Linked DNA regions of Mus musculus: all the other regions are linked to region 1. A link is a contact called in public HiChIP or PLAC-seq, Micro-C and promoter capture Hi-C data. All regions are on one chromosome and are shown on one strand. The core of a region is the stretch at or near the end of the contact, and the rest is flanking DNA. Distances in the headings are between cores, read along the strand shown. Region 1 holds the start of Lyrm9 (LYR motif containing 9). Region 2 holds the start of Aldoc (aldolase C, fructose-bisphosphate). Region 3 overlaps Gm30561 (a long non-coding RNA gene). Region 4 holds the start of Wsb1 (WD repeat and SOCS box-containing 1). Region 5 overlaps Gm30470 (a long non-coding RNA gene). Region 6 has its middle 15 kb from the start of Gm30413. Region 7 overlaps Gm30413 (a long non-coding RNA gene).

Region 1 (4,218 bases), core at 663-3,162:
GGTAGAAGCAGGAAGCCTGGGTTCAAGGTCCAGTCTAGGCTACATAATAAGCTCGAGGTCAGCCTGGGCTATCCAAGATCCTGCCTGTCTCAAAACTTAAACAAGGGGCTGGAGAGATGGCTCAGCAGTTAAGAGCGCTGACTGATCTTCCAGAGGTCCTGAGTTCAAATCCCAGCAACCACATGGTGGCTCACAACCATCTGTCCCAAGACTGGATGCCCTCTTCTGGTGTGTCTGAAGACAACTACAGTGTACTTACACATAATAAATAAATCTTTAAAAAAAAAACTGAAACAAAACCAGTTTATAAAGCTTAAAGAACATGACCTATTGGTGGGGGCGGGGGGCATAAAGGGAACTTCCTGGGTGCCAGGTGACAATGCTGGCACAGGTGCTAAGAAGAAAAGACCCAATCACAGGTAAGCTCACTGTCGTTATCACTAACCTGTGTCCTAACACGGGTCACCTAAAAATAATTGGAAAAAGAGTCATACATTTAAAAAGATAATGGAACTGCAGAAAATAACCCGAAATTATGCCCAATTGAGTACTGATAAAAGCTAAATTAAGCCTGCACCAGCCATTTTTTTTAAATACGCAATTAATCTTCATGATGGAGAAAGTTGAAAATAGGAATGGTTAGCTCCCTGCCCCCGCCCACCCTAGGGCTCCATCTGGCATATTTATGTTCTTCCAGCAATCCTGCCTCCCCTCGTCCCTCTCCCACACAGCCAAGGTCAGGCCAGCCTCCCTACATTCCCACCGGCACACCCTTCAGAACCAGTTTTTGGTCCATCCCTGTGGGAGGTGGGGATGCTGGAAATGAATCCTGGGGCTTGACGATGCCTGGCAACCTTTTTACCACGGAGCTGTTCCTAGCTCCTAGTTAGCAGCTAAGCTAATCAGTCTCTTTCTTCCTGGCCAAATCCCACGTGCCACCCAAGGATATACACTTTATCCTTCCCTTTCTTTGGCCCACCCCCACCCCCACCCCCACCTTATACCCAGAAGACAGGTATGTAAGAGTAAGGACTTCAAATGAGTCCCAAGGGCCATCACTGGGCACATGGGGAGATAAAATCTGATCCAGGCAAACATTGGAAAATTATTCTGTAATAAAGCGAATGAAGCACTTACATATGCTACCACGTGCGTGCTTTGAATGAGGCATAAAAGACGCAGGAAACCAATAACCGGGGCTGCATATGATTGATTCCATTTCTGTGAAATGTTCAGAACTAACAAAATCTATGGAAATCAGCTAAGTGGTTGCCTAGCGCAAAGAGAAAGGACGAGACTGGAGAGGGGTTTTGCCAGCAAATGTAGATGGTTTTCTTTCAAGGTAAATGTTCTAAAATCAACAGTGGCCATAGATGCACATCTGCGCACATTCTAAATGTTATTAAACGTGTGCACTTTAGCACTGGCCGGGAATCACAGTACTACTGGGAAGTTGGGGCAGGGGGATTACGAGTTCAAGGCCAGATAGGGTTACATATTGCAAAGACCAAAATTATTCCAGATACTCCTGGTAACAGGGTGTTCCTGCAGACCGAGTGAGAGTAGCACGTCTCCTCTTTGAAAACCATAGAACGGAGGCTGCTCCAGCCGAGTGCAGATGCCAGCAGCACATGGCAGAGACCTGGCTCCCCGTGTCCTCCGACACCGCATCCCGGCCTCCCACGCTCCTCCGCGGCGCGGCAACTATGGCTGCGACAGGTGTCGCTGGCACTAGGGGAAAGCCTGGAGAGCCCGCAGATCGCCCCCAGGGCTTCCACATATCCCGGCCCTGCAGGCAGCCTCGGTAATCCCCAGCCCGCCCCTGCCGCCCCCCGAGTCCCCGCCCAAGGGCCCGCGCAGCGCGGCTCACCCGCCTTCCCGGCGGACGCCAACTGGAGACACCGCGAGCGACACGATTGCGCCTGCGCGGCAGAAGCAAGCGCAGCCCCGCCCCCGCCTGGTACCCTAGCGCCCTCTGCCGGCCATCCGCGGGACTCGGGGTCCTACTGGGTGCGGGCTTCCTGATCCGACCCCGCCCAGTTGGCTGGAACCACGGCCCGCTTTTCCTTGTCTCCCTTACAACCTTGGATACAAACTCTGATGGCAAGCTCTTCTTCATATTCCCACGAATGGAGAATATTAGGGGTGCTCAAGATCTGTGAAACGTCTTCTTGAAGGACGTGTCCTTCCTGTTGTTATGTTGATGACAGGAATTATGTTTGGAAGGGAGTCTTCATTTCGAGTCACTTGATCAAATTACAGTCCCACAACACCTGTCAGAAGAATACATATGACAGTAATAGGCACGCTTCCTTTCAACTCTGCTATAATTATAATCGAGGGAGAGAATGAAGAATCTTAACTTGCAGCTACTGCCGGGATCATTTTTTGAAAATGAAATAATGCTGTTTCATTAAACGGGTTCTCCCCACTCGCGCATGTTTAAAGTCAGAATGCTTCTCTGAATTGATTTAAACACAAGTTTTATATCCTGAAAGAAATAAAGACAGGTCTTTTTCATGAGACAAACGCCCTGTTCAATGAGGCTTCTAGCTTCTCTGGGCCGCTGTCTGAAAGGCAGCAAGGGCGCCGGTGGATAACATTGCTTCTCTTCATCTTTCCTCTTCGGGGCTTTAAAAAAAATCTACCTATAATGAAAAGCCCGATTTCCTTACACACGCTCCTCATGTAGCTGCTTTAACAAGACAATTGCTTATAATGCCTTTTTTCTTCATTTTTTAAAAGTAAACATCGCTGTTTAGCAGCACTCGGAAGTCTATTTTTCTTCCTCTTAGGAAGCAGGGGCTATTTCTTAACAGAACTACTTCCTTTCTCTGATTCATCTTCAACTCTCTAGAATGCCACCGTCTCCCTCCCGCACCCCCCCCACACACAAAGCACCCCCTTCCTCCTCTTCAGCTAACACTCTACCCCGTCTTCAAATCTGTGTGGGAGGATTCTTCCCCTGGAATACCCAGATAATTTCCTTCATTTATTTTCAAACTGTAGACTTGGACCAACTGTATCTGAAAGATCCGAATGCACCCTCATAAATCAGCCTTTTTATTTACCCATGCATAATCACGGCATGTCATTAGTGCAGATCCAATCAATAAATCATTACGCTTTTAGAGCCCTTACTAGGAGCAACCTGCTGGGACACCAATCCACTCTCTCGTACAACATTAAGATCCTTTCATATTTTTAAGAAATTTCAATCTGTTCTCTCAGTCCCCCTCTTTTGTTCCTAGATCTCCGTGTTCCTGCTTCAGAAGCCTCATTCTAATACCTAGGTCATAAAATATTCAAGAAGCAAGCTGTTAGCTCTACCTCCGAAAGGCTCCACCTTCCTGCCTCTTGTGTTACTTCTGTCTTTACAGAGACACAACATTTATCTTTCTCGAAAACTCTTTGTCGACAGCTAGGCAGCACAAAAGAGAAAGAACAGAAAAGAAATTTTTTTATTTTTTAGCTTGAGGGAGAGATGTGGATAGCAGCTCCCTTTCTTTTACCGAGTCACAGTGAGAACTTGGATTTAAGAATAATCCAAGCCAGGCAAGGAGGTGCACACCTTTAATCCAAACACTCCAGAGGCAGAGGCAGGTGGAGCTCTGTGAGTTCGAGGCCAGGCTGCTCTACAAATCGAGTTCCAGGACACCCAGGGCTGTTACACAGAGAAACAGGGCTGTTTTGTCTTGTAAAAGCAAAAAAAAAAAAAAAAAAAAAAACACAAATAAAACAAAACAAAACAAAAGAAAGAAGAAAGGAAGGAAGAAAATAAAAAACAAAAAAAGAATAAGGAAATAGTGATTCTTTTTAACTTGACAGAAACTTTAAATTTCTTTTCATTTCAGTAGTAAAACTAAAGAATTCTTACCAGTCCAAGCATTCACTGAAATAGCACCAAGTCTGTAACCTAATGGAAACCCACCCATTCTCATCTTGTCATTTTCTTCCACACTGAGATTGGCAGCTGGGCGCCCTGGTGTCAGGCTGCATGATATTTACAGGTCAGTGGAATTTCTTTTTTTTATTAAATATGGAACACTTCACGAATTTGCGTGTCATCCTTGCACAGGGGCTGTGATAATCTTAGTATATGTGCTGCTGAAGCGAGCACAGGTCAGTGGAATTTTAAAGACCTTTTGCTTAAGAAATTTATCACTCAAGGGTTGGCCGTGCAGGAGATCCCTCCTCCCTGGGGAATTTATCGGCTCC
Region 2 (4,218 bases), core at 1,155-3,654, 500 kb after region 1:
CTTAGCAGGGATGGGGTACAGGCACCCCTGCTAGGCTGTCCCTCCCGGCTATGTTTGGTCTTACCTTCTCTGTAACATACTGGCAACGTTTGAGGTCATGGTCTCCGTCAGGCAGAATCTCAGGCTCCACAATAGGCACGATCCCATTCTGAAAGCAAGAGCAGGGTTAACTGGAAGAAGTAGAAGATAGGATGGGAGAAAGCCATGAAAGCACATCTCCACCGGCCCCGGGGCCCTCATCCAACCACCCAACCCCCCAGCACACACCTGCTGGCAGATGCTGGCATAGCGGGCCAGCACGTTGGCATTCTCCAATATGGCCAGTGCCGACGGCGTGCGATCACTGATTTTTAGTACACAGCGCCATTTGGCAAAATCAGCACCGTCCTTCTTATACTGAGCACAGCGTTCCAAGAGCCCATCCAGCCCTGAAAACACAGTGCCAGCCTTACCACCCTGCCTCCATCTTGCCAGCATCAACATGTCCCACCCCTGTACCCACCCAACAGGTACCTTGAGTGGTGGTTTCCCCGTCGGTCCCAGCTAGAGGCACTACACCCTTGTCAACCTGCAAGGGAAACAGATAGAGGTCTGGCTTGTCACCCTCTTATATACACTGGTTTCCACACCTAGCCCCCAGGCACCACCAGGGACTGTGTACCTTGATGCCTACGAGAATGCCCTTATCCTGGATGGTGCGGACGAAGGGGACACCATTGTCATCTTTCTGGTAGAGTGTCTCATGGAAGAAGATGACCCCCCCAATGCACTTTTTCACACGGTCATCAGCACTGAATAGGACCTGGCGGTACAGCCGGCGATTCTCCTCAGTGTTCTCCACCCCAATTTGGCTCAGCCTTTTGGCCATGCTGCCTAGAAGCAAGCAAAGGGGAGACAGGCTGGTTCTTTGGCTAGAATTCCTTGGCAACCTCTCCTCAACCCTGACCACAGGCTCCCACTTACCTACGGACTCATCTGCAGCCAGAATGCCCTTGCCGGGGGTCACGATCCGTAGAGCAATATCCGACAACTCCTTCTTCTGCTCAGCAGAAAGAGCTGGGTATGAGTGGGGCATGATGACAGTTGTCTAGAATGGAGAAGACATAAGCTCTAGACTCCGAGGACCTTCTACTTCCTCTCCTAACCAAACAGGCTTCCCAGCACGGGGCTGGGAGCAGGAGAGCAGCCTTTGGCCTGGAGCCTGGGCATCAAAGTGGTATCAATCTCTTTGACAGCTAACAGAGTTAGGGCCCCAGTTCCCACATCTCCTTTTGTTCCTGGTGGGCACCCTTCCCAGCTCCAGAAGAGATGCAGCGTGGGGGATGGGAGGCGACAGCCCTGAAGCCACAGGTCTTCCTGGAAACTGCTGCCAGGTTGAGAATGCCAGCTCTTCTTTCACTGAATCTGGCCCCTTCCTGAGGTAAACAGAAAACCTGTTGTTTCTGATTTTTGCTTTCCTGCTTCCCCTTTCTTTTCTTCAAAAGGGTCCCTAAGGCGGGGGGGGGGGGGGATCACTTTTCTCAAAGGTTTGTGAATGAGACGTTTAACCTACAGCATCCTTCCCCAAGTCTAGTGGAAGGCAGGGGGCAGGGAGTAGCAGTGGTACAGGTACTGAAAACCTGACTGCCTTTGCTACTGCCTACTCCCCTACCTATGGTGGAGATTGACTCCCAGGGCTGCAAGTATGGTAGGAGAGAGGCAATATCAGCATACATGAGAGGACAGGAAAGAGACATCACCAGATCATCCCTAGTACCCGGCATTCCCTCATATGCAAGAGGCACAGGAAATAGGGAGGCTTGGCTCCCCACAACTCAGCCTCCTAGTAGAGACCCCAGAGGCGAGGAATTAAGGCTGAGTGAGTGGATTATGGGAAAGAGGGAGAGATGCAGGAAAAGCAGGAAGGAGACCTGGAAGAGGTGAGACGGGTAATGGTGATACAAGCTAACCGGTCCTGATGCTCTTCCTGGGCCTATACCCTAGAGTAGAGGACAAGCCTAGAAGAACCAGAAATGGACTGAGATTAAAATGTCCTGGGTGGAATGCACTGACCCCAATGAAAAAGTCCTGGAGGCATATGACTTGGAACTGGAAAGGAGAACTAGAAGGAAGAAGAGAAGCACGGTTTTCCTGAGCCATGCATGGGGTTTCAAAACCACAGAAAGCAGAGGAACTTGGGTCCCAGGGAGAGGGCAAGGACAGCATGGGAAGACAAACCGGACGCGAGCATCTCAGGCTCGCTTGGAGACCTTACCTATACTCAGCCAGTCACTCAGCCAGTCAGCCGCGGGAGCCACAGCACAGCTCACTTTTCCTCTGATTAGCTCGGTCCAAGCTGGAGTAAATAAGGTGGCAGCACTTGCCGCAGAGCTACGTGACTCCCTGGGGGCGTGACAGATACCTCCCGTCCTGGTCCCGCCCTCTCCCCAGGACTGGTCTAGGGTAAGGCCACGCCCTCAGAGGTGGAGTAGTGAGGTGGAGTGATTCCTCTGCCAGGGTCCGGAAGGTTGTTAGAGACGATGCCCTTCCCACATCATGGAACCCTGCCAACAGGGCCCTAGAGGGAAGAGATGGACTTGTGTTTGTCTCTACCACAATCAGTCCTTTGCTGTGTAAGGCATTATGTGGAATGTTGGGGATTAAGCCTGGTTTAGAGGAGAGATCTCTAAACATCAGCAGGTAGGGCAGAGGCCCACCTAACAGTGCCCCACTTCAAGACATGGAATAATGGAATTGAGTTTCTGTGCTCTGCCCCATATTTACCAGTGCCTACCCCCAAGGGGGATGGGGAAAGTAAGTGAATGGAGTCTTTTCTGTTCCCCCCAGGCAGTGGTCCAGGGAACAGGCAGTCCATTGCCCTCCCCCCCACCCCCTTTTTTTGTTGGTAGAAGAAGAGAATCAAGCAAAGAAAAGCAGTCAGCCTTGGCTTTAGCTGCAGCAGGAAGTGGTGAAGGGTGCCTAGGCTGAAGTGCTGATCTGCCCACTCCTACCCCCAAAATAAGATTCAGTGGACTGGAAGGACTACATTAAATACACTTTATTTAAATAACATAAAACATGGTCGGCTCTATGCCAATTGGTCTTATTATTGGGATAAGGGTTGGGATAAAGAGCCCTGAAGGAAACTGGAGTGGAGTGGAATTCATTTTTCAGGGTTTTTGCTGTGTTGTCTGTGTTAGGTTCCCAAATTCCTGGGATTTGGCAGCACTCCAACTTTGGCGTCTGGAGCAGCTGGAACTACAGGTGCACACCACTGCATTCCAATATTTTCAGTTTCTTAGCTCAGAAATTCTAGCAATCCTTGTAACTCCTTGCAACTCTTCATAGTCTCTGGGATAGACAACAGAGTCTGGGAAGAGACAGAAAACAGTTCTGAATCACAAGCCTGAAGCCAAAGCTCCTGGCCTGTGATGCTGGAAAAGTGAAAATGAAGCCACTGTAAGAAGTCAGGCTGAGGGCTGGAGAGATGGCTCAGCGGTTAGGAGCACTGCCTGTTCTTCCGAAGATCCTGAGTTCAAGTCCCAGCAGCCACATGGTGGCTCACAACCATCTGTAATGAGATCTGACTCCCTCAGAGGACAGCTACAGTGTACTTTCATATAATAAATAAATAAATCTTTAAAAAAAAAAAAAAGTAGTCAGGCTGAGAACCGGAGCCATGCTCCTCAGCCCCTCCGGCAGCCAGGTCCCACTACCTCCTTCACTTTTACCTCATAGACATGCTGAATTGTGTCATCGAGTTTCTTTAACTCTGTGTCAGAGCGCCGAAGATTCTCCTCCAGGATGTGCCTCTACAATGCAAACAGGCTTCATGAACCCTACACGTAAAGAACACAGCTAGAGAGAACAGAGGAAATATATATGGCAGGGTGCTTCTGTGGTGGAAGGAAACAGAACTGCTTACATGGCTCAGATACTTGTCCATCAGCTGTTCCTTCTCAGTTTTCATCTCCAGGAACATAACCCTCAGCTTGCTCACCTATAAATATGTCCACGTTAATAGGGGCATAGCGTGGGGTCCCCATTATTTGTACAGCTCCTTTGTTAACTCTGTGTTACCTCCTGTGAGAGAAACACTTTTTCCTGGATCCAGTTAGTAGCCATCAGCTGGCAGCTGGGATCTAGCTGGCCTTCCAGGGCTTCCTGGAGCACTTTAGTCTCTGTCTCTGCACGCCGAAGTGACTGTGTGAGCTGGGTCACCTCCTCTCTGAGGTTCTG
Region 3 (4,218 bases), core at 1,055-3,554, 480 kb before region 1:
CCTCCCCAGACACTGAGCAGGATCCTGCCTGGCAATGGCTACATAAGATCTATATTACTAAAGTGTTTCAAACAGGAGAGACTCAACTAAGATGAGGTGCTAGGAATTTATTAGCAAAGTAACACCACAGACAGACAAAGAGACAAACACATGGAGTGTTCTCCAAAGAGAGAACTCAGAGGCCATGTGGCTGAAGTGTGGGTCTCTTCTACTGCTTTCTGAAGTTTTACATTGAGAACCAGGCTTTCTGATTCCCAGCTAGGAGGCAGGGAAAAAGGAGAGGGAGCAGGGTGTGTGATGCCAGCACCCTTGTTGATGGTAACTTTCCCGGATAAGAAATCCTGGGACTAGGACATCTGTTAGGGAGGAGCCCACAGTCTCTGTAGGGTACCTGTTGGTATCTCTGTAGGAGAAGGCTGACCTGAACAAAAGCTGGATTCTGTTTATTTATTTATTTACTTACTTACTTTAGACAAAGTCTCATTCTATGGCCATGGCTGGACTGGAACTCGATGTGTAGACCAGGGTAGTCTCAAACTCAAAGAGATCTACCCACTTGCTTAGGTTCAGGGTTTAAAGGCATGTACCACAATGCACAGCCCCAGAGGCTGGATTCTAGTATCATCACATTGCTACAATAACAATCATGCAAGTAATATCTGTACTCTGCAGATGAGGAAGTGATCCCCCGAGGTGATAAGGGTCCCGCAGAAGCTCACCCAGCTAATAAGCGGCAGGACCCACTTCCAGCTCTAGCTGATCTCACGATAGAACTGTTCCCACACATTGTGTCCAGACTACATTCACCCTGGTATTCACCTAGAACTCAGTTTGGGGCTGTGTGTTCCAAAATGTGTGCACAATCAATTCCTGGTTTTAAAACAACTCATTCCTGAAAAACAGAAAGGCAACTATAAAGATACCAACAATTTGCCAGAAGCCAGAGAAGTGACCAGAGTTCAGATCGCAGCACCCCCATTAGTCCACTAACAACCTCATATAAACTCCAGTTCCCGATCACCCTCTTTCGGCCTCCATGGGCACCTGCAGACATACATGTGGTTCACACACACACATGTACATAAATCAAAATAAACATCTTTAAATGTTTAAAATAAAGACAGAGAGAGGGTACAGTATGGAGACTCTGGTTGATACTGTAAGAGCTGAGGATGGAGCTCCGTGCTGGGGACTTGTTAGCCTGTGCAAAGCCTTGTGTCCTATCCCCAGGAAAAGAGAGAGAAGAAGGGAAAGGAGGAGAATGAGGGGGAGGGGCAGTACATTGAAGAGAGCTACTGTGACCACTACAGCCACAAAAACATGTGCAAGACACAGAAGCTGGAGGAGCAGAACACAAGGGAGTCCCCTTCTTGCAGCCAAACTCTTCCCAGACTCTGAGGGACAGCTCGGGTGCTAAGTAGCCATAAACATGGACAAATGCTGGTCACCACAGGGTGAGTCCCCTCCGGCCTGCTCCAGTCACTAGGCAGGGCTTGCTTTAGTTTCGTTGCTGATATCAGAGAAAGCTTGTCACTTACAATGATTTAAAAGCACCAGTCATTTTCATTGGAGAAGGTGACATTTTCTTTGACCACCATTGAAGAGGACTTCCTAATTGGGATCCTGGGGACTCCCATGCCTCCTGGTTGTGCATTCAAACTTCCAGGTTTTAAGCTGGGAAGAACTGTTCTTACCTGAGTATGTGGGTCCAGAACCAGAGAAAAACAAAAACAAAAACTTTTTTTTTTCTTTTGAAGACAGGGTCTTCCTATATACCAAGTTGGTCTGGAACCTGCTATGTAGCCCTGGGCTAGCCTCCAACTCACAAACCTTCTGTAAGTGCTTCTCCAATGCACATCCAGTCAAGCATCCCTTCCCCCACCCCCGGGGAGGGTGTTGAGACAATCCTAACAGAATTAATATGTAACCCAGGTTATCCTATGTTATGTAGCCCAGGCTGGCCTCTAAGGTCATCCTCTTCCTAAGCTTCCCTTCCGGAGAATGAGACACAGGCACCAACTGCAACTAGCTAAAAAAAAATTTATTTTTATGTGTCTATATGTATTTATGGTATGTGTGGGTGTGTCTGTGTGTCTGTGTGTGTGTGAGTGTAGGTCAGACAACTTTGGGGAGTTGGTTCTTGCACCTTGGTGAAGTTGTTTCTGTCAATCTGCACATTCCAGGCTCCTTGGCCTCTGAGCTCCCTGCTGAGCCTCCAGTCTCCACCATCCATCTAGCCATAGAAGTGCTGGGGTGACACATGTGAGTCTCTTCATTCTATTTCTGGGTTCCAGGGTTAGAAGTCAGGCCCTCAGGCTTTGCTGAAAACACTTTTAACCATGGGATCATCTCACCAGTCTCTCTCCCCTTTTCAAAGATTTAACTTTTTTTGTGTGTGAGTATATGTGTGTGTATGTGTGCGTGTGTGTGCACGCACACATGTACTTGCACATAACATGCATGGAGGCAGAAGAGGGAATTAGCTGACCTCTTGTCACTCTCCACCTACTCTTCCTAAGGGAGACTCTCTCTCTCTCTCTCTCTCTCTCTCTCTCTCTCTCTCTCTCTCTCTCTCTCTTCTCTGAACCAGGGGCTTGCACGAGTCTGGAGACCAGCAAGCCAGTGAGTGATGCAATCCCTTTCCACATCCAGGCAGAGCTGGGGTTGCAGGTGGTATCCGGGATGCACAGCTGGACACCTGAGTGATGGAATCTCATCTTGCCCCTAGGGTCATCTTCTTATTCCTCACAGGTAAAACTACTTTGTCACAGTGTAGCATAGACACTTCCTGCCTCTGTGGCATTTCCCTGGCCTCCTGACACTCACCTGCTACATTTGTGTCTCCCTTCAGGCCAAGTCATGAGAAGGTCAGTGAGCAGAGTCACTAGACAGCCAGCTGCTGGAAGCCAAATACAGGTTGACCATTGAAAGGACACTTAGTAGAGACCTGGGGCCTTTTGTTTTATGTATGACTCAGATGGGAAACACATACACCTGGCTGAGAGCTTGCCCCAGGCTATCAAGCCAGTTCCACACTGCAAAGCCACCACAGTGGGTTCAGTGGGGTTCCCTATTCAGGAAAGGTCGGCCCCTGGCCAGGCTGCACTGGACAGCTGGTTCCCTGATTACAGTCCTTCGCTCCTACTTTTGCAAAGGAGGGCTTTTCTTTCTGGATGCTTACACCCAGGTATAACACATTGACAAGGAAAGGTCCAGCCCTGAAGCCGTGCAATGTGTAACCTGCACAACTTCTAAGGCAGCCCTGAGTATGAGAGCAGGCTAGAATCAGGAAAGCCCGGTGCTAACTCTCACTTCTGCTCTTTGTTCTCAGCTGAAAACCGTAAGCCGGCTGACCTTTCTAAGTCATTTGTGAAGCTGGGATAATCACAGTGCCTCCCTCCTTCTTGGTGTGTGATGATTCAAGTGAAATCACTCACATGTAAAATTTTACCGCAGGGCGTGCTACACTGAAGATGTGCTAATAATCATTATTTCCTGTGGCCAACTTCTATTATACTTTTAAAATCAAGGTACCCTTCCTGGGAAGCCTTTACTGATAGCCCCCTGGCTGGGTTAAGGACATTTGTATATTTCCATGTCGGTTTGTGCGGCCTCTCATCCTGCCAGGCTTCCTCCCGGAACTGTAGCCTCTAGAGGTCAAGGACTGTGTCTTTCCTATTTAGATCACCAGTGTCTAAAACAATGCTGGCACACAGTAGGTACTCAATACATGCAAGCTGAGTGAATGGATATATGCATAAATGAATGCAAAAATGATGCAAAAATTAATCCATGCTGATTTTGATGGGACCCTGGTAAGCTAAGCTTGTCTTTTATATTTTCTGTTAAGAGCGGGGGTGGGGGGGCGGTGCGTGGCTGGGTGGTGGTGCTGGGGAGGCAGAGACTTGAGCAGGGATCAGAGCCTGGACCTTTGGCAAGAGCAGCTTAGGCTCTTCCTGTGGTCATTTTTCCGTGGAAGGAGAGCAGAGAGAAATCTTGCTCTGGAGCTGGAGTTTGAGAAGGAAAACAAGCCAAGTGGTTCACCTAGACAATGGCCTGATTCTCTCTGAAGGGGAAGGTGGGAGCCACAGGGAACCAGACAAACATCCTCTTCCAATTTCCTTCCTCTACACTCGGCTCCCCTGAAGTGGCCAGCCAGAGGCACCCCGGCCCTTGCTTCATAGCAGGCGTCTTCAGACCCCAGACTGGCCCCTGAGA
Region 4 (4,218 bases), core at 483-2,982, 430 kb before region 1:
CTTGGAGTTCAAGGCCAACCTGGTCTACAGAGCTATTCCAAGACAGCTGGGGCTACACAAAGAAACCCTGTCTCAAAAAACCAAACCAAACCAACAACCAAACAAATCAGCATAACTCCCGAGCAAGGCTGACTCACGAATTCCTGAAGCCTTCCAGATTGTTTGAAGATAAGAGTCTTGGAGCCAGGTTGGCCTCATACTTGCTATATAGCAGAAGTGATCTTAAGTTCTTGATTCTTGTGCCTTTGCTTGCCAAGAGCTGGGCTTTCGAGCATGTACCATTTGCTTTAGGTTTCTGAGGAACTGGAGCTGGACTCCATGGTTCCTGTATACTAGACAAATATTTTACTAACTGAGCTATACCCCCCTCCTCCAGCCCTGCAAGTTTGTGAAATCTGCATATTTTTGTATGAAAACTCAAAAAAAAAATAGCTGGGAAGATGGCTCAGAGGTGAAAATGCAAACCTGACCGTTCGAAAGCCCAGAACCCAGGTTAAAGCAGAAGGCAGGAGATTACAGACTACTACTCTACAATCCCTTCACTCTAACAGGGCTGTCAGGGAGTCGGGAAGTTACAGGGCCAGCTAGCATGGTATACAAGCACTGAAATCATGAGAGACCCTGTCTCAGGAAAGGTGGGAGGTGAGGACTCATATCCTAGGATGTCATCTGACCTCTGAATGCCTGCATTCACACAGAAGCATTTAAGACACATGAACTCTCAAAAAAAAAAAAAGACTCAAAAACATGCACATATCTCATACACACATAATAAATAAATAAGCTAAAAACATTAGGGGACAATAATGGTCTGTATTTGACAAGATTGAATTTTCTTTTTCCTTCTACTGTTCGTCAGGCAGCACCATTGCCGTGCATGAAGTTCTGGACAAACATATTGTCAAGCAGTAACCAAGTAATTTTTTTTAAAGAAGGGGATGATTTATTTCTATTAATCATCATGATCTTAAGAATTTCTACCTTGGGCAAAGGGACATGCACACAGTACATGCACTACCTATGGTGTTTGAGATCTAAAGTTATGCTGGGCAATTCTGTCTTCCAGGAGTATCTGAGAAAATCTAAGCCGTTATCTGTTATCCTTTGGAAGAAAGAGTCCCGCAAGGGCCACTAAAATGCAATGACATCATTTATAGATGGTACTTAGATTGAGATGTGGGGCACACCCAAACAATGATGTGGAATAGCTAGCTGCTTCCTAGAGACCTCAACTTCTGTGGAAGAAGGGCAGATTCTGAGGTAGAGGTCATATTGGCCAGCTCTTCAGGAGACCTGACTTTAGGGACCAATTAGAACAGAGGCAGTCTTGGGGAGGCCTCAGAGGTGCCCATCACCCTGGGTCTCCTTCATCAACTGAGTCTTTCCTAAAACCAGTTTGTTCTGTCCTGACCAATTGGACACCACTATGCTAGTTTCCATCATATCTTTCTTCAGCGCAACCTTCACTTCCCAGGTACTAAGGAGCCAGAGACGTAGCTAAAAGGGATTAAGCACGTGAAACGTCTACTTTGCCCTTTCCGGTTCGGTCACGTGCATTATATAATCCCGGGCTTGCCCTTGGCAATGAGCCTTCGACTTCGAAAATGCCCGCAGGTCGCGCTTTGAGGGCTCACGCCCGTCCGTGAATCCAGACCATCACGTCCCCTGCGTCGAGGGGCGGGGCCTGATGGTCTGACGTCACCCACTACACCCCGCCTCCCAGATATTATCAGTGCCGCCCGCCATCTTGTCTCAGTGTCTGGTTTGGCGGCGGAAGCATTGGCGGGCTGTGTGAGTCTGTGAGTGGAAGGCGCGCCGGCTCTTTTGTCTGAGTGTGACCCGGTGGCTTTGTTCCAGGCATTCCGGTGATTTCCTCCGGGCAGTCCGCAGAAGCCGCAGCGGCCGCCCGCGCTCTCTCTGCAGTCTCCACACCCGGGAGAGCCTGAGCCCGCGTCACGCCCCTCAGCCCCCGCTGAGTCCCTTCTCTGTTGTCGCGTCCGAATCGAGTTCCCGGAATCAGACGGTGCCCCATAGATGGCCAGCTTTCCCCCGAGGGTTAACGAGAAAGAGATCGGTGAGGCTCGGGATGGAGGGGGAGCGCGGGGTCTACCGGCAGAGCGTGAAGGGGCTGGCTCCGGGGCCCGGGGGGAAAACGGGGGTGGGGGATGGGAGAACGGGGAAGTCCGATGCCAAGGCCCACGAGCGCGGGGGACCGGATGCCCGGGCTCCGGAGAAATGGAGAGGAGCAAGGACTGACGCTGCGTGGCGGGAGGAAGCGGTCCCGCGATGGGCGTCGGCCGGGAGTGAATGGACCCAGAGCGGGCCTCCCGAGTTTGCTCAGCGCCGGGCAAACCCTAGTGACACCATCACAGCTGGGGTGCGGATCGGACGTCCTGGGATTCTCCCGGCTGTGTCTTGGATATCGAATGGACCTGGAGAGTTACTAGCATAGGCTAAGTGGTCTATCCTAGGCTCTCTTTGGTGGGAAGAAGTTGTGAACTTTTGTGTTTTTTGAGGCGCAGCAGGAACAGCAGCATCTGTATGTCCGGTACTCTATTGAGAAAGGGACCTGGAGAGGTGTCAGCGGCGTAGAAAAAAAAGTTTTAGTGTTTTTTAAAGGATGGCGTTATGAAAGTGAAGGGTTCTAAGGAGGGAATATGTTGCCCACCTACACGGGGGGGTGGGGGTGGAAGGAGCCGTGAGAATAGGTGGAATGGCTGAAGGAGGGCTATTGTACAGAGGATGTAGCCGTGGCTAGACCTGTCACGCGTCTGGCTGAAGCCTGGACAATGGGGAGTGGAAGGGCGTGGGCCAGACCTGCCCGTTGGCCCCTTTAAAGCACTTAGCATTATTTAAATTCTCTCAAAGGAGTCACCTTTGAGCCCATTGGATGACATTCGTTGAACAAAATTATCGTCAGTAGACACTGACTTTACAGTTTTGTCAATTGGATTTTCATGTCCATGCTAAAGGTAGGGGCAGGACTCCATGAGTGTGTGAAGAGTTCCAGGTCAGGCTATAACTGAGCTACTACCCTCTTTAACAAGGCACTGTCACACTTCCTTTCTGGTCGTGAAATCGGAGGATGGAATGTGAGGAAGAACTTGAATCTGGTTAGCCTTGTTCAGTGATGACTCATGATGTAAGTGCTATGCAGATAGGTTGGGTTTTAGGGCTGGTTCCCACCCACTGCCCCATTACTTTTTTTTTTCCCCAAAGCACTTTAGAGAAAAACCTTGAGGTTGATAATATTTTACTAGTCAGTACTTGAGTATTTAAAGCAGCTAATTAAAGTATAAAAATCGTTTGTGTCTGTTAGCTAACAAGGAAACGTGAAGGCACTTAGAAAAATGCTGACTATGTAACAATTAGAATGTCTTACATTTGAAGATGAGTTAGTGAATTGTTTCTTGGGGTTTGGTGTTTGAACCAGCCACATCTCTATCTCATTAACACTTTATAAAGAAAAGTAGCCAAATGAGTGTACCCAAGACTAGTTTTTAAAAGTAACCTTAAAGTACAGATATAAATCTCTGGGAAATAAAGTATTCTTCTTAGATCAACTTGGGAGCATTCTCTTTTAAAGCGAATGTTTCCATTGCCTTCTTTTAAAAAGTAGAATTTTAAAACTTGTTTTCCTTATTTGTGAATGAAGTCCTTCCTAAAATTCATTTTGACCAATAGATGAAAGTTAAGCAGGAATCCCAGTTTGGGGGGCTGAGTATGAGAAGAACCCCAGTGAAAGGACCGTGTAAGAGTATATGTAGGCTTGGAGAAATGCAGGAAGCCTGCAGCAATGTGCTCCTTCTGAGGTTTCGCATTGAAAATGCATTCTGCTGGCATTGAGGCTCACCTACTCATGAGTCTTATATCAGACTCATGTGACTGCCAGTAACAGGAATGTGAGCTTATTCTATGTTGCTCCCTTTTGAAGAAGTGGGGGTTCTCTATCACTTTGGTTAAACCACACCAGGAAGTAGTCTCCAGTTCTGGGTATCACCTTTTTAAGGGTTACTACTAATGGGAATGTATTCCAGGAAAATGTAAAAATTAAGGTAGGAAAAGATAGAAAATTGACTCAAAACTTTATAATCTGAAGACTGATGGAAAGAACTAGAACTATTGTATCCTAGAGAAGACTCCTATATAGGTGTCATATGAGGTCATGAGGTCAAGATTGTTCTCAGATCAGATTCCGCTCAATAGGTGGGTGGGGTA
Region 5 (4,218 bases), core at 961-3,460, 400 kb before region 1:
AGGTGAGTCAGTCACTATCACGGAGGGTGAGGAGGCCTGAGAGTGAGGATATGGAACAGAGTCAGGACCGAGGCAAATGTAAACAGAGCCACGGGGCCCTAAACACAAAAGCGAAATCAGAAAGTTGCATGGTCCTGTGTCCATCCTGACAGTGACTAAGGAAAAGGACGGGATACGTTAGGAAGTGGATCCTAACCACCAATCCGTTAACATGTGGTGTTGTTCATCCTGATGAGATGACATTAGCAAGTGAGGACTTGGGAAAAGTCATGAGGGCAGGAGCCCGCTTAATGGAATTTGTGCCTTTATAAGTCCTCCACACTGCTAAGACAGGAGAAGGGAGTGAAAGGGGCTTTCACCAGTCCCCAACCGTGCTGGCTCCTGGGTCTGACTTGCAACCTCCATAATTGTGAGAAGGGTGCGTTGTATCTAAACCACCTACCTAGTCTCTGTGTGATTTGTGACAACAGGGCAAACAGACCTGCAAGAACGCCTCCTGATATGAGCCGGGAAGAAGTCCTGCTAAGACACAAAGCTAGCCACTCTGTCTGTGTGCTCCTCTACTAATAAGGTTTGAACCTGAAAATCCCTCCACAGGCTGGTTTTGAGGGTTACTTTAAATGTTGTAACCCCTAAAGGTTGTAGGGTCTGTTTGGTGGAACCCGGTCACTGAATGCAGGGGAGTTGTGGAGGTTATACCTACCCCTACCTCTGGCCTAGCTCTACTTCCTAATCTGCCACCTTGTGAACAACTGTGGCCTCGTGTTCCCACCGTCATGCCTTCTCTGCCTGCTGGACCAAGTGACACAGGATATTTGTCCCTTAAGTTGATTCCGTCAGGAGCTTTGGCCACGGTAACATGAAAGTCCGTGACACGCCCCATTATACCTGCCTCTGCAGAGGGGTCAGGTTTCCTCTTGGATGATATTATATTATATTGGTAGAGCTGGGCAGAGAACCAGCCGACTCGTGTGAGCCTTCTGTGCTGCAAGGGTCTGCAGTAACTGGAAAGTGGTCAGGAAACCCACAAGTCAGAGGTGGCCCCCTCACCCCACCCCATCCCACCCCACCCCGCTGCCTCTATTTTCTCTCAGCCTGTTTTGTTTTCTTCAATTTCGTCAGGCCCCTTCGGTGGTGCCGGATAAGCTGCCCCAGCTCACTGCCGTCTTGCCACGGAATCCTACGCGATCTCATTTCTTCACCCCCTCCTTGGACTTTCGAATAAAGCCCTGTTTCAAATAAGTTAATCATTCTTAGATGTTGATTCCTTGTTTAGAAGCCAAATTCCTCACACCTGAGGAGATTCTGTCGCCTTCTCACGGGAGCTGCTGGCGCCTGGCTTTTGGGTCAGAAGGACTGATCAGGAACCAGACCCCCGGTCCCGGTTGGGCAGACATGAACATAGCCCGAGCTGGGAGGTTTGGATGAGAGACCTGGGGGCCACGCACCCAGCTTGTGCTGTGTGGAGAAAGCAGATCCCTCAACTGGGTCATGCTGCTCAATGCTTGGCCAAAGCCAAGCTGGCTGGGCTCGGTCCCATCTGGCTCCCAGCAAGAGGGTGTGCATATAGCAGTTTGGCCAGATGCCACACTCCATAGACGGCTGCCCAAAGGATGTCGCTGACATGGTGACTGAGGCTGCTATCCTGAGGAAGACTCCTGTGACTGACTGCTCAATTGGCTGTTGAATGATGTAATAATGTCTCCACACAAGTGGCATTGGCTCTTCCTTCCTTTCTGCAGTGCTGAGTCCTGGCAGCTACTTGACATGTGTTACCAACATTGGTTGAGCACTGACCACGGGTGCATTTTACTGTTCCTGCTGCTGGTCAGCAGTTCTGGGAAGTTTTATTGTTTTCCTTTGATGTCTGTGCAAGCCATGAGGCTAACTCCCTCCTCTAGGTGGAGGCGGTCACATGATCTCAAGGTCCAAGATGGTGCTGAATGCAGACTCCTGTTTTTTCTTCATAATGCTTGTGAGCGGATGCTAGGAAGAAAACAGCCAGGCTCCGCTGTGTCTTTGCCAACACCTCCCCGCCTTTCCCGGGGAGGCCAGCCATGATGTCAGGCTAACCCTTCCCCAACACACCCTACCCTTTTCACTGGATTGTGGAAAAAAAAAAACAAAAACAAACAAGGATTACCCCTGAATATAACGAGGCAATTGAAATAACCACACAGAGTGACTGTGGTCCCTGCCCTTTGCTCGGTGCCCAGGGAAATTACACCGGAGCTTGGCTAGGTTTTTGCTCCGCTCTGCTGTCCTTGGGTACACATATCACTCAAACAAATCATTTTTATTGCCCATGTGACAAATCTAACTCAAGCAGGCTGTAGCAGGATTCTGCAGGGCTGGGCTGGGCTGAAGGCAAGAAAAGAAGTAAGCTGGCCTCGAAACTCCCCTCGTTGATCAACACCTGACCAAGGCCGCAGGAGCCTCTTGTACCAGCAAGATTGGCCTCACTGGTCCAGAGATGACCTGGACAGAGTCCTCGAGGCTGGAATGGACTGGATGTAAGTTCTCTGTGTCAGCTCACAGATGCTCTTGATGGAGTGGACCAAATCCAGAACAAGGCAGGGCCGGCATCGTCATCAGTAACAAAGCTCAGTCATGCTTGTCACATGACCCTGAGGAAAGTTAGACTTTAATTCTTCTCCCAGAAGCCAGGCGCCATATCAAATGCTTGTGAAGACAAGGCCACCCTGATGTAAATGAGACCCTCTCTCAAAATAAAACCATCCTTTACATTAAAAAATTATTCATTTGGTGAGAGGTTTGAGACAGGGTTTCTCTGTGTAGCACTGGCTGTCCTGGAACTCACTTTGTAAACCAGGCTGGTCACAAACTCAGAGATCCACCTGCCTCTGCCTCTGCCTCTGCCTCTGCCTCTGCCTCTGCCTCTGCCTCTACCTCCTCCTCCTCCTCCCAAGTGCTGGGTTAAAGATGTGCACTACAAGTACTCAGCTAAGATTTGTGTGTGAGAGTGTGTATGTGTGTGTGGTGTGTGAGACAAGCAAGCCATATGCAAGTGGGTGCTCTCAGAAGTCCTAAGGGGGCACCCAACCCTCTGAAGCTGGAATTACAGGCAGTTGTGAGTCATCTGACACAGGTATTGTGAACCTAACTGGGATTCCCTGAAAGAGAAATAAGAGCCATCTCTCCAGGCCCCTTCCACCATCACATTTTAACTGAAACTAAGATATATTTTGTAATCAGCATGGTTTTCAAAAATCCTCATGGATGTGGTAGCATATAACTGTAATTCCAGCATTCAAAATCAAAACAAGACAAACAAACAAAAAAATCCCAGCATTCAAGAGACTAAGGCAAAAGGATAAGAAGTTGGAGGCAAGCCAAGTGTGGTGGCGCACACCTTTAATCCCAGCGCTTGGGAGGCAGAGGCTAATCTGGTCTACTGAGCAAGTTCCAGGGTGGCTGGGAAAACTCTGTCTTGAAAAATCAGAGGAGGAGGAAGAGGATGATGATGAAAAAGAGGAGGAAGAAGAGAAGGAGGAGGAAAAGGAGAAGAAGGGAAAGGAAAAACAAAAAAGAAAATTGGAGATAATCTGAACTCCAAGTAAAACTTTGAAAACAAAAAACAAACATAAATCTCTCAGCTGTCACACACTAAAATGACACATTAGCTACAGTGATGTGGATAAAAGTCAGCAGTGTCTAGAATTTCATAGGAAAGCCAGTACTCAGGAGTCTAGGCCAGCCTAGGCTACAGAAGACGCGGTCTTCAAAACAAAACCAACAAAACCAGTCATTGCATCTTACATGCAATTTAAAAGTCAGTAGAATGTTATATGTACTGCCAAGAATAAAAGATGGCAGAAACAGGCTGTCAAGGGGAAGGGAGGATGAGGAAAGTTGGGAGCCAGAGCATCTGTGAGACCTTTCTGAGCATCTGTGAGACCTTTCTGAGCATCTGTGAGACCTTCCTGGGCATCTGTGAGACCTTCCTGGAAATTACAATGAGGACCAACCAAAATGTGTGAAAGCAAGTTCAGGGCCGAAACTGGAGCTCAATAGAATGCATGAAGCTCTAGTATCCTCAGCATCCCATAAACTGGGCTTGGCGGTGCGCACTTGTAGTACCAGCACTCAGAAGGCAGAGGCAGGTGGATCTCTGTGAGTCAGTCTGGTCTATACAGTAAGCAAGTGGCTGTGAGCTGAGGTACTTCACAGGTGCCAGGCCCTGACCACAACTAGGAG
Region 6 (4,218 bases), core at 768-3,267, 380 kb before region 1:
GAACCAGGCAGTGCTTCTTAGTAAAGCACAAGATTGTCCTCTGAAGGAGTGTTGAGTAATGAAGGAGCCACCTGGAGTACCAGATAAACGCTCTAGCATCTAGAATCCGAGCTGCTTCATCTTTAACACGAAGGAAGTTGGGAGGAGTGACCAGACGACCCCTGGGGTCCTGGAAACCTTCTTATGACGTGTGGAAGGACCTTGAAAGCCCTGAAGGCTGAAGGTCACCTCTTAACTTCAGCTTCCCAATGCCAAGCCTTCCTGTCCTCAGCCCTGGCAGGATTTCTAGCATTCCTGAAACCATGGGCTTTGATAGCTAACAAAATCTACCCAGGTCTAGCTGCTCTGACCATTCACTTAGGGTGAGCGGCCTGAGTGAGAGCTTCCTCAGCTGAGGAGGAGGACACCACCTCAGCTTTGCAAAGCTGCTGGGGGAACTGAATAGAATCACCCAGGTGCTCACACTGATACAGTAGCTACTTAATAAAGGATCATTGGCCTTTGAGAAGAGCTTAGACTGTGCTTAGAAGAGTGTATAACACTGTCCTGGTTACTAACTAACTAATGAGGCATGGAGGTGGGGCTGATGGGATGGTTCAGTGGTTAAGAGCCCTTCCTGAATTCCGCTTCTGTCCCACAGGGTAACTCACAACCACCTGTCACTCTTTTGGCCTCCTGGGCACAGCATAAAGGTGGTGCACATACATACATCAAGGAAGACACACATATGCATAGCTAAATGAATGAACAGATATCCATCGCAAAGACCGCAGTGGGACGGAACTCTTTTCTTTCTTCTGGAAACTTCTCTGACAGCTTCCTCACCTCCTAGCCTTGACCCAACTTCCTCTGGTCACACTGGGGAATTCAAGGTGTGGGGACTGTCTAAATGGCTCCTGTTCATAAAGAAGTTGAAGATATCAAAAGAGATGAGAATCTCTAAGGTACACAGAAGTTTTGCCTCCCACACCACAGTCACTGGAAACCCCTGCTGTGTGACAGTCTCTCTCAGACACTAACTTACTCCTGTTTTTTTGTCTTCTTCTTCTTCTTCTTCTTCTTCTTCTTCTTCTTCTTCTTCTTCTTCTTCTTCTTCTTCTTCTTCTTCTCCTTCTCCTTCTCCTTCTCCTTCTCCTTCTCCTTCTCCTTCTCCTTCTCCTTCTCCTTCTCCTTCTCCTTCTCCTTCTCCTTCTCCTTCTCCTTCTCCTTCTCCTTCTCCTTCTCCTTCTCCTTCTCCTCCTCCTCCTCCTCCTCCTCCTCCTCCTCCTCCTCCTTCTCCTTCTTCTTCTTCTTCTTCTCCTTTTGTTTTTCGAGACAGGATTTCTCTATATAGCCCTGGCTGTCTTGAAACTCACTCTGTAGACCAGGCTGGCCTCAAACTCAGAAATCCGCCTGCCTCTGCCTCCCAAGTGCTGGGATTAAAGGCTTTTGCCACCACTGACCGGCTTGTTTTTGTCTTCTTGATGGCCCTGGAAAGGGTGCTACAGATAAAGTTTTGTCACAGAGTTTCGCAAAAAGGAACTGGAAGGCCTATGGAAAGTGTGGGGTTTCCCCTTCTAGTCCCCAGTCAACCATGAAATCATCAGAGAAGACAAGACAGCGGGAGTTCCGTCCCCGGCATCAGGAGCTCGTGGCGTAGCTTCTCTGATAGACAGTACCCTCGCAAACCATGAATGAATCCAAAGCATTCATCCTTAAATTGCCTCTGTTAGGTATTTGCTCACAGCAATGAGAAAGGCCATTACTGTAGTCACCTGTGGTAGGCGGCTCAGCTCTTATGTTCTCCACACAACTGCTCGAGGATGATTATGATGAGCAAGCAACAGCCAGGACATCTGCCACGACCTAACCTCGGCCTTCCCAAGCCAGCATTTCTGCAATGGCCTGTCCTGTGGATCAGCTGTGTTCTGTTGCTCTGTGATTTCGGGGGATGGAAGATGAGGGTGGGGGGATTCTGTGCATGTGGACGCCAGGAGGTGGGGTCAGTGGGACCATCCTTTATCTTGGGGGTTGGATGACATGATGGACACCAGGATGCTACCGGAGTCTCAAGGTCCCAGGGAGCTCTACCAGGAGGTCCTGCCAGCCATCCCAAAAGAGCTTCAAGTTCATGGCCAGGCTCCCAGACCCTGGCTTCTCCACAAGGTCTATACTCTGCCACCTCAAAATCTCCATCTGGAAATCCAAGAGGCATCTCAAACTAACAGGTCCAGCCCCAAACTTCTGTACTCTCCTCTCCCCCATACCTTCCCCAGAACGCTGTCCTGTCTCGGGAAGTGGCAGGTCCAGCCTCCCAGTTTCTTAGATTAGCCCTCATACCGACACTCTCATTATCACCGTTATCTTGCCTCTCTTCTTTCTTTCCTTTCCTCTTTTTACTCTCCTCTCTCCCTCCTTCCCTCCCTCCTTCTCTTTCTTCCTCACTTCCTCCCTCCTTTCCTTTTTTCTTTTCCTCTTTAAACAAACAAACAAACAAACAAACAAACAAGTCTCAGCATGTAGCCCAGTATAGCTAAATTTGCCACCCTCAACCTTCACCTCCCAGGCACTGGGATTTCTGCATCACCATAACCGTCTCCTTCTTGGTTCTTCTTTTCTTGGATTCATTTGCCACACCCAACACATCGGCAAATTCAGCTGCCTTTACTTTCAGAATATATCCCAGTTGCTTCTCATCAGCTCTGTGGCCATACCCCATCTGTCTACACCCTGGGTTTCTTCTTTGGTCACTGAACATGCGTCGCCTCCTCAAGAGGATACTCCTGCTTCTTTTCAGGGCCTGTGTCCACACAGCTGGGTCCTGGCATCGCTGCTCTAAAGCTGACATGGCTCCTGCTAGCCCACTTGTCCATCTGTCTGTCCTTTAAAGATTTACTTAGTTTGATTTTTATATTTATGGCTGTTTTACTTGCACATATATCTGTGCACACACGAGTTGTGCCCATGGAGGTCAGAAGAAGGTATCAGATTCCCTGAAACTGGAGCTGCAGATGATTAAAAACCACCATGTGGGCCTAGCCGGGTTCTCTATAAGAACAGCAAGTGCGCTTAAGCACTTAGCCACCACTCTGGCCTCCAAACAGCAATTTTTAAAACCAAAGGTTCAAACACAAGAGAATCCAAAGATACATCCATGGGATGCTTACCACTGAAGAATGACGACAGGGAAATACTGAGTCTCCGTTTTTTACTAATGAGACCATTGTTTCCACAGGGCAGAGCGCAGTTGTAAGCGGCCGTAACCCACGGTGATCATGACTCTGAGTTGAGGTTCCTTCAGACATGTGCGGTGCAAAGCATGCATGTTGTGTGTGTGAGACCCAATCCACAGTGTAAAAAGCTGGGCCGGATGACATCCCATAATGCAACTACACTGTGATGCGTTCATCCTGATGTAGGTGGACGTTGGGTTTCCACCAAGTTCTGCCAATTACAGGACAGCCAGGGCTATACAGAGAAACCCTTTCTTTCTTTCTTTCTTTCTTTCTTTCTTTCTTTCTTTCTTTCTTTCTTTCTTTCTCTCTCTCTCTCTCTCTCTCTCTCTCTCTCTCTCTCTTTCTTTCTTTCTTTCTCTCTCTCTCTCTCTCCCTTTCTTTCTTTCTTTCTTTCTTTCTTTCTTTCTTTTGTAGGTTGGTATTATAACATTTATTAAAATAATGCTATGGGTTAATAGAAACAGCAAAGAACCAAAGAACTAAAATGCAAGCTATGTAAAATCCCAACTAAAACCCAGAAGTGTCTAATGTATTCATTCATCAGCTAACTAAAAGCCCAAGGAAAACAAGACACCCAATAGAATAAAGTACTGCAAAACAATTGGCAATTTTCAGTTATCAAAATTGCAGATTTTGCATTTTGTATCCTTTTCTCAATCAAGAAAAAAATTCTTTTGAATGGAGAAACCCTTTCTTGAAAAACTGAAAAAAAAAAAGAAAAAAAAAAGAATACAGCTGTAGTGGGGCAGTGGTGGTGCATGCCTTTAATGCCAGCTCTCAGGAGCAGAGGCAGGCAAATCTCTGAGTTCGAGGCCAGCCTGGTCTACAGAGTGAGTCAGGACAGCCAGGGCTACACAGAGAAACCCTGTCTTGAAAAACCAAAATTGAAGCAAGCAAGCAAACAAATTATTTCAGCTATAGTGAACATTTTTCAAAGTGTCTGAGCAACACATGTGCTCACTTATGTTGGTTTGGTGTGTGTCTGTGTGTGTGTGTGAGTTGA
Region 7 (4,218 bases), core at 1,226-3,725, 360 kb before region 1:
GGACCAGAGTTCGGTTCCCAGCACAGAACTGCCTGTAACTCCAGATGTGGGAGGCTCAAAGCCTTCTTTTGGCCTCAGAAGGCACCTGCACACATGTCACACACACACACACACACACACACACACACACACACAGAGAGAGAGAAACAAACAGGTATACATAAAAATAAATCTAAGAAACAACAGTAACAACCACAAAAGTCTCCAAGGAGCTTTGGGCTGACTTTATTGCATTCATTTTTTTTTTCATTATATCCATTTATTTAGCATGGGAGGCACATGCGTGGAGAGTACAATTTGAAGGAGTCAGGTTTCTCCTTCCATCATGTGGGTTCCAAGGATCAAACTAGGGTGGTTAGCTTGGAAGCAAGTGGATTTACTGTCAGAGCCATCTCACCAGCCCCTCCTTTTTTCAGACAAAGTCTAATGTTCCTCTGTCTATCTGTAAACCCTTGACCCTCCTGTCTGCCCTGACTAAATGCTGAGATTACAGGTGTGAGCTGCCTTGCCTAGCTGTATGTGGGCAGATATTTGCAGAAATTTACTTTAGAAAACAAAGCTCATAAGCCGGGCATGGTGGCACACGCCTTTAATCCCAGCACTCGGGAGGCAGAGGCAGGTGGATTTCTGAGTTCGAGGCCAGCCTGGTCTACAAAGTGAGTTCCAGGACAGCCAGGGCTATACAGAGAAACCCTGTCTCAAACAAACAAACAAACAAACAAACAAACAACAAAAACAAGAAAGAAAGAAAGAAAGAAAGAAAGAAAGAAAGAAAGAAAGAAAGAAAGAAAGAAAGAAAGGAAGGAAGGAAGGAAGGAAGGAAGGAAGGAAGGAGTGGGGAGGGAGGGAAGAAAGGAAGAAAGGAAGGAAGGAAGGAAGGAAGAGAGAGAGAGAGAGAAAACAAAGTTCTATGGTGCTTCAGCTGAAGCCCCCTAGTGGCCTGGAGGACAATATTCTCTTGTGCATTTTGAATGTTTCCTAGATGAAATCAAGACGGTTTCCTTTGGGTAGAGCCCTACCATCAGAGCACATTCCTGCATCACTGTGACAGTCCCTCCTCACAGGTGCAGGGACAACACCAGGCTGGGTAACTGTATTGGCACACTCGAATCCTCCTTTAGCCACACATGACAAGTCTGGGTGCAAGGACAGGCCATTGGCTCCCTTCTAGCCTCACCTGAGCTCCAGAAGCCAGCACTAGCCCAGCCTGTAGTCATTCTCCATCCTGGCCAAGGGAACCAGTTAAAAATAGTGCCAGTCTGGACACCAATTGGGGAACCAGATGGGGAAGTCTAGAGCTTGGGTGGTGGAGCAGACAAGGCTGTTTCTGGTCCTGCTGCTTTCTGGTGACCTTGGGCGCAGTATTCAGTCTTTTCTGGTCTCTGAGTGCCACCTGTGAAGAGCAAAGCTGAGTTTCTGCATATTTCCTTCCACAGGACTTCAGGGGGAGCTGACACAGAGGGCAGACAAGGTTAGTGATCTGCTTAAAGGCTCCCATTGCTGGGGGACTCACTACCTCCAACTACACTGCTGGAAAGGTTTAGTAGTGCTATCAGCGAGCTCCGCTCTGTTTGGACAGACTTCTGTAGGCCCCTCTCATTAGCCTCGTTCTTCCCTTGGGACCTCTTGAATGTGACTAACCCCTTCATTAGGATGCTCTGCGAAACACTTGACTTGGCTCTGTGACTTCCCTAGGAGCCAGATGATCACCCTCCATGCAGAGCAAGCTTGCATCAGGTCATTGTAGCCCCATTTTGGCCCCCAGCCTTTAGGGTCCCTCACTCCCTAGTATGGGTGTCCATCTTCTTGGCTTTCAGACCAGCTGCAATGTGCTGCTCGGACGAGCTCTTCCTGACTTCCCTAAGGAACTCTTGGTACCTTTTCAGCCCGGGAAGCCCCTGTCTACCTCCTTCTGAGATGTCCCAGCCTCTGCCGAGCATCTGCTGCCATTGATGGGGCAACAGGTGGATTGACATGTAGTTATCAGACTGCTGATGAGTCCAGAGTCCATCCACACCTTCAGGGACTTAGATCTTGGAACCAGTTATAAACTTTGACCCAGTCTGACCAGAGCAACCTGACCGTATCAGCACCAGGGAAAAGGACATTCTCTGGATTCACCTAGAAACCACCTTCTATTATTGACCCCCTGTCTGCTATCATGAAGAGAGAATTCCCATGTGACACTGTCTCCCTTGTTCCCTGATGGTCATGAAGTCCTCAAGACGGCTCATCCGCTCTCCGTATGACCTCACAGAACTGTCTCCTTACTCCTCAGGCATTGAGCCTTATTCTCCTCTGTGTCAGGCTCTGGGACCTGGAGGCGTCTCTGGCTCTTCAGATAACATCCATTCGTCCTCACCTTCCCATCCTCGAGCTTGCCGTGTGAAGGGGGGCTCAGCCTAGCACCGCTCTAAGACAGGCTGGCTGAAAACAGCTACATCCCGCACGTGGTTGCTGTCTGTGAGTCACTGCACCATGGCTGTTTATTAGGACCCCACGAGCTGAGTTGCCAACTCTGGAGCCCTGGGAGCTGGCTAAGTTTAGTATGAGAGCTGTGAGCACGAGGACGCCGTGTTCCTTCTCCTTCTGGCAAAACATGAGACTGGAGCCTTCTTTTCATCTTCCTTCTCCCTGACAAGTCCTTGCTCCATTTACCGCCAGATTGGCCTCCTCCCAGCATGCATCTGTAATTAAGGGGGGAAACACCCGCAATTGTGCTAGGGCTGGAGAACCTCAGATTACTGCAACTTTTTCGGGAACAGAGGCTTGGGAAAATAGGATGCTTTAAAGTGTGAATGCAGATGCGTGTCTCTGGGTGTCTGTGGATCAGCCTCATGGGGCACAGGGACCACCAGCATTCTTACAGGAACATACCTTACCACATAGACGTTCTTCCTGCTTTTTACATGGACTGCCCTTAGAAGCAGTTGCTCTCAGATTGAGAGAAAGATGGCTCTCCTTGTGTTGGACAGCCCCTTTGATCTTTGGCCTTTCCAGGATTAGACACTAAAGCCTTCTCCAGGTTTGCACCAGGAAAAAAAAAAAAAGTCCCTGGTACCTGGTTCAGGCTGGGCAGGCTGACACCACACTGCTGGAGATAAAATCCTGGGACAGTAGAGGAGGTCTGAGGCCTTCCACCTGCCCCGAGGGAATGATTTCATTGGCACAATTAGTCACCTAGGCAGAAAGAGTAATTGAGAACTGTTGGGGTGACTGGAGGAAGCATTTCCGGCTAACTCCAACCCCTAAGGGGTCTAGCCAGCATCAGAGTTTGAAGGGCTGAGTGTGCCCCTCTGCTCACTGAGTCAGCGCTTGTTCCCACATGCTGGCTTGCTCATCTGCTAGACCTGACACCATGGTTTCTTTTGTCGTACAATGTCTCACGAAACTCAGGTTGACCCTGAACTCGTGATCCTCCTGGCTCGGCTTCCAGATCTCCTGTTGATCACCCTTAATCACATGAGCCTCCCTGCCCCTCATCCTGTCTCAGGGAACTCTGTCCTGAAGACATGTGTCACTTGATGTTCAAGGAAGTTCATGTGAATATATGTCAGCTCACACATAACTGGGAGGGCCAGTCAGCAGTCAGAGAAAACAGGGATAAGTTGTTCTTTGTCAGACACCTTTGGTCTATCCAACCCCCAACCCCACCCAAGTTAAAGGAGAGTGTGTGTGTCCTGCCCTCCCCCAGGGTGTGAAACTGGGAGAGGTGAGTATCTTAGTCAATCTTGATCAGCAGATCCATCCCTGTGCTGACACCTTTGCCTTCCGCTGTCTCCTCCGGAGGTTGCACTGGTTGACGGCTGCATTGTGGCTCCAAGGCCATTTGGGCTCCCAAGGCCTAGGTTGAAGTTTGAAATCAGCCATTTGTATGAGACCCCTGGGAAGTCACTTAAATCATTCAGAACACCATCTTCCCAACTGACAGAAATCAAGATGATAAATCTACAGCTCCTCAACTCAGTGATGAGTTAGGGAGAGAAAAGAAACAGTCATGTAGCTCAGGCTAGCCTCTGAGCTATGTCAGTCCTCAGCCTCGCTAGTGCTGGGATTACAGGTATGTAGCACTAGGTCCAGCAATCCATGCCTTTTTAATATTTTCCAATATGTTTTGGTGGGCCATTTAAGATCGAGTCTTATTCTGTAGCCTAGACTGGATTAGAACTCAGGTAATCCAGCCCAGGTGTAGCCCAGGTAATCCTCCTGCCTCAGCCT

The links. Promoter capture Hi-C pulls out the DNA fragments that hold promoters and counts their contacts. HiChIP or PLAC-seq counts read pairs in DNA pulled down with a chosen protein or histone mark. Hi-C and Micro-C count contacts between places; a contact is called where the count stands out from the background.
Region 2: an H3K4me3 HiChIP or PLAC-seq map of embryonic stem cells shows a contact between it and region 1, with 8 read pairs. The contact joins the promoter of Aldoc here to the promoter of Lyrm9 in region 1. A contact is called at or near these places in 1 of 484 Hi-C or Micro-C datasets (CD4 T cells), 1 of 115 datasets of contacts at active chromatin or transcription factors (embryonic stem cells) and 1 of 9 other capture datasets (adipose tissue).
Region 3: a Micro-C map of the G1E-ER4 cell line shows a contact between it and region 1. The contact joins the enhancer-like site here to the promoter of Lyrm9 in region 1. A contact is called at or near these places in 9 of 39 promoter capture datasets (the HPC-7 cell line, embryonic stem cells, hippocampal neurons and 4 more), 1 of 15 datasets of contacts at CTCF or cohesin (large pre-B cells), 8 of 484 Hi-C or Micro-C datasets (the 63-12 cell line, CD8 T cells, the G1E-ER4 cell line and 5 more), 3 of 115 datasets of contacts at active chromatin or transcription factors (the HPC-7 cell line and embryonic stem cells) and 2 of 9 other capture datasets (adipose tissue and embryonic stem cells).
Region 4: a contact with region 1 is called in an H3K4me3 HiChIP or PLAC-seq map of embryonic forebrain, with 3 times the contacts expected there. The contact joins the promoter of Wsb1 here to the promoter of Lyrm9 in region 1. A contact is called at or near these places in 9 of 39 promoter capture datasets (the 3T3-L1 cell line, 3T3-L1-derived adipocytes, embryonic stem cells and 6 more), 6 of 115 datasets of contacts at active chromatin or transcription factors (cardiomyocytes, effector CD8 T cells, embryonic forebrain and 3 more) and 2 of 9 other capture datasets (adipose tissue and pancreatic islet).
Region 5: a contact with region 1 is called in a promoter capture Hi-C map of liver, with 2.2 times the contacts expected there. The contact joins the enhancer-like site here to the promoter of Lyrm9 in region 1. A contact is called at or near these places in 13 of 39 promoter capture datasets (3T3-L1-derived adipocytes, the C10 cell line, the HPC-7 cell line and 7 more), 4 of 15 datasets of contacts at CTCF or cohesin (the NIH/3T3 cell line, embryonic stem cells, pro-B cells and 1 more), 27 of 484 Hi-C or Micro-C datasets (CD4 T cells, CD8 T cells, the G1E-ER4 cell line and 16 more), 9 of 115 datasets of contacts at active chromatin or transcription factors (the SCID.adh cell line, T-cell acute lymphoblastic leukemia, bone marrow-derived macrophages and 5 more) and 3 of 9 other capture datasets (adipose tissue, embryonic stem cells and liver).
Region 6: a contact with region 1 is called in a CTCF HiChIP or PLAC-seq map of the NIH/3T3 cell line, with 6 read pairs. The contact joins the enhancer-like site here to the promoter of Lyrm9 in region 1. A contact is called at or near these places in 7 of 39 promoter capture datasets (embryonic stem cells, frontonasal cranial neural crest, hippocampal neurons and 4 more), 4 of 15 datasets of contacts at CTCF or cohesin (the NIH/3T3 cell line, embryonic stem cells, pro-B cells and 1 more), 55 of 484 Hi-C or Micro-C datasets (the AML12 cell line, B cells, CD4 T cells and 30 more), 9 of 115 datasets of contacts at active chromatin or transcription factors (the SCID.adh cell line, T-cell acute lymphoblastic leukemia, bone marrow-derived dendritic cells and 6 more) and 3 of 9 other capture datasets (adipose tissue, embryonic stem cells and liver).
Region 7: a contact with region 1 is called in a promoter capture Hi-C map of hippocampal neurons, with 2.8 times the contacts expected there. The contact joins the enhancer-like site here to the promoter of Lyrm9 in region 1. A contact is called at or near these places in 7 of 39 promoter capture datasets (embryonic stem cells, hippocampal neurons, liver and 3 more), 1 of 15 datasets of contacts at CTCF or cohesin (the NIH/3T3 cell line), 1 of 115 datasets of contacts at active chromatin or transcription factors (bone marrow-derived macrophages) and 1 of 9 other capture datasets (liver).

What each region holds. Positions count from the first base shown.
Region 1 is chr11:78,824,289-78,828,506 of GRCm38.p6, reverse strand. It overlaps Lyrm9 (LYR motif containing 9), which reads right to left and starts at 1,912. Exons shown (of 4, transcript NM_001076681.2): 1 at 1,871-1,912. It also overlaps the pseudogene Gm23219.
Region 2 is chr11:78,321,259-78,325,476 of GRCm38.p6, reverse strand. It overlaps Aldoc (aldolase C, fructose-bisphosphate), which reads right to left and starts at 2,404. Exons shown (of 9, transcript NM_001303423.1): 1 at 2,255-2,404; 2 at 964-1,087; 3 at 662-873; 4 at 514-568; 5 at 268-428; 6 at 65-148. The coding sequence starts at 1,075. It overlaps Spag5 (sperm associated antigen 5), which reads right to left. Exons shown (of 24, transcript NM_017407.3): 21 at 4,060-4,215; 22 at 3,905-3,979; 23 at 3,711-3,791; 24 at 3,020-3,349. The coding sequence ends at 3,278.
Region 3 is chr11:79,307,152-79,311,369 of GRCm38.p6, reverse strand. The region is part of intron 1 of Gm30561 (a long non-coding RNA gene); the gene reads right to left. Among named protein-coding and RNA genes, the nearest start is that of Gm30561, 3.7 kb to the right of the region's middle. Within about 2 kb of position 2,304, at least 5 of the 459 cell types and tissues checked have an H3K27ac peak or open chromatin away from gene starts, as enhancers often do. A contact at or near this core is called in the G1E-ER4 cell line and the HPC-7 cell line, where this site is marked.
Region 4 is chr11:79,252,209-79,256,426 of GRCm38.p6, reverse strand. Wsb1 (WD repeat and SOCS box-containing 1) reads left to right here and starts at 1,732. Exons shown (of 9, transcript NM_019653.3): 1 at 1,732-2,074. The coding sequence starts at 2,035.
Region 5 is chr11:79,227,428-79,231,645 of GRCm38.p6, reverse strand. The region is part of intron 1 of Gm30470 (a long non-coding RNA gene); the gene reads right to left. Among named protein-coding and RNA genes, the nearest start is that of Gm30470, 4.9 kb to the right of the region's middle. Within about 2 kb of position 2,210, at least 52 of the 459 cell types and tissues checked have an H3K27ac peak or open chromatin away from gene starts, as enhancers often do. A contact at or near this core is called in the HPC-7 cell line, kidney, liver and 3 more, where this site is marked.
Region 6 is chr11:79,205,245-79,209,462 of GRCm38.p6, reverse strand. No RefSeq gene overlaps it. Among named protein-coding and RNA genes, the nearest start is that of Gm30413, 15 kb to the right of the region's middle. Within about 2 kb of position 2,017, at least 26 of the 459 cell types and tissues checked have an H3K27ac peak or open chromatin away from gene starts, as enhancers often do. A contact at or near this core is called in B cells, the CH12 cell line, Th1 cells and 5 more, where this site is marked.
Region 7 is chr11:79,181,413-79,185,630 of GRCm38.p6, reverse strand. Gm30413 (a long non-coding RNA gene) reads left to right here. Exons shown (of 4, transcript XR_388876.3): 3 at 1,437-1,471; 4 at 1,887-2,106. Among named protein-coding and RNA genes, the nearest start is that of Gm30413, 8.8 kb to the left of the region's middle. Within about 2 kb of position 2,475, at least 32 of the 459 cell types and tissues checked have an H3K27ac peak or open chromatin away from gene starts, as enhancers often do. A contact at or near this core is called in hippocampal neurons, where this site is marked.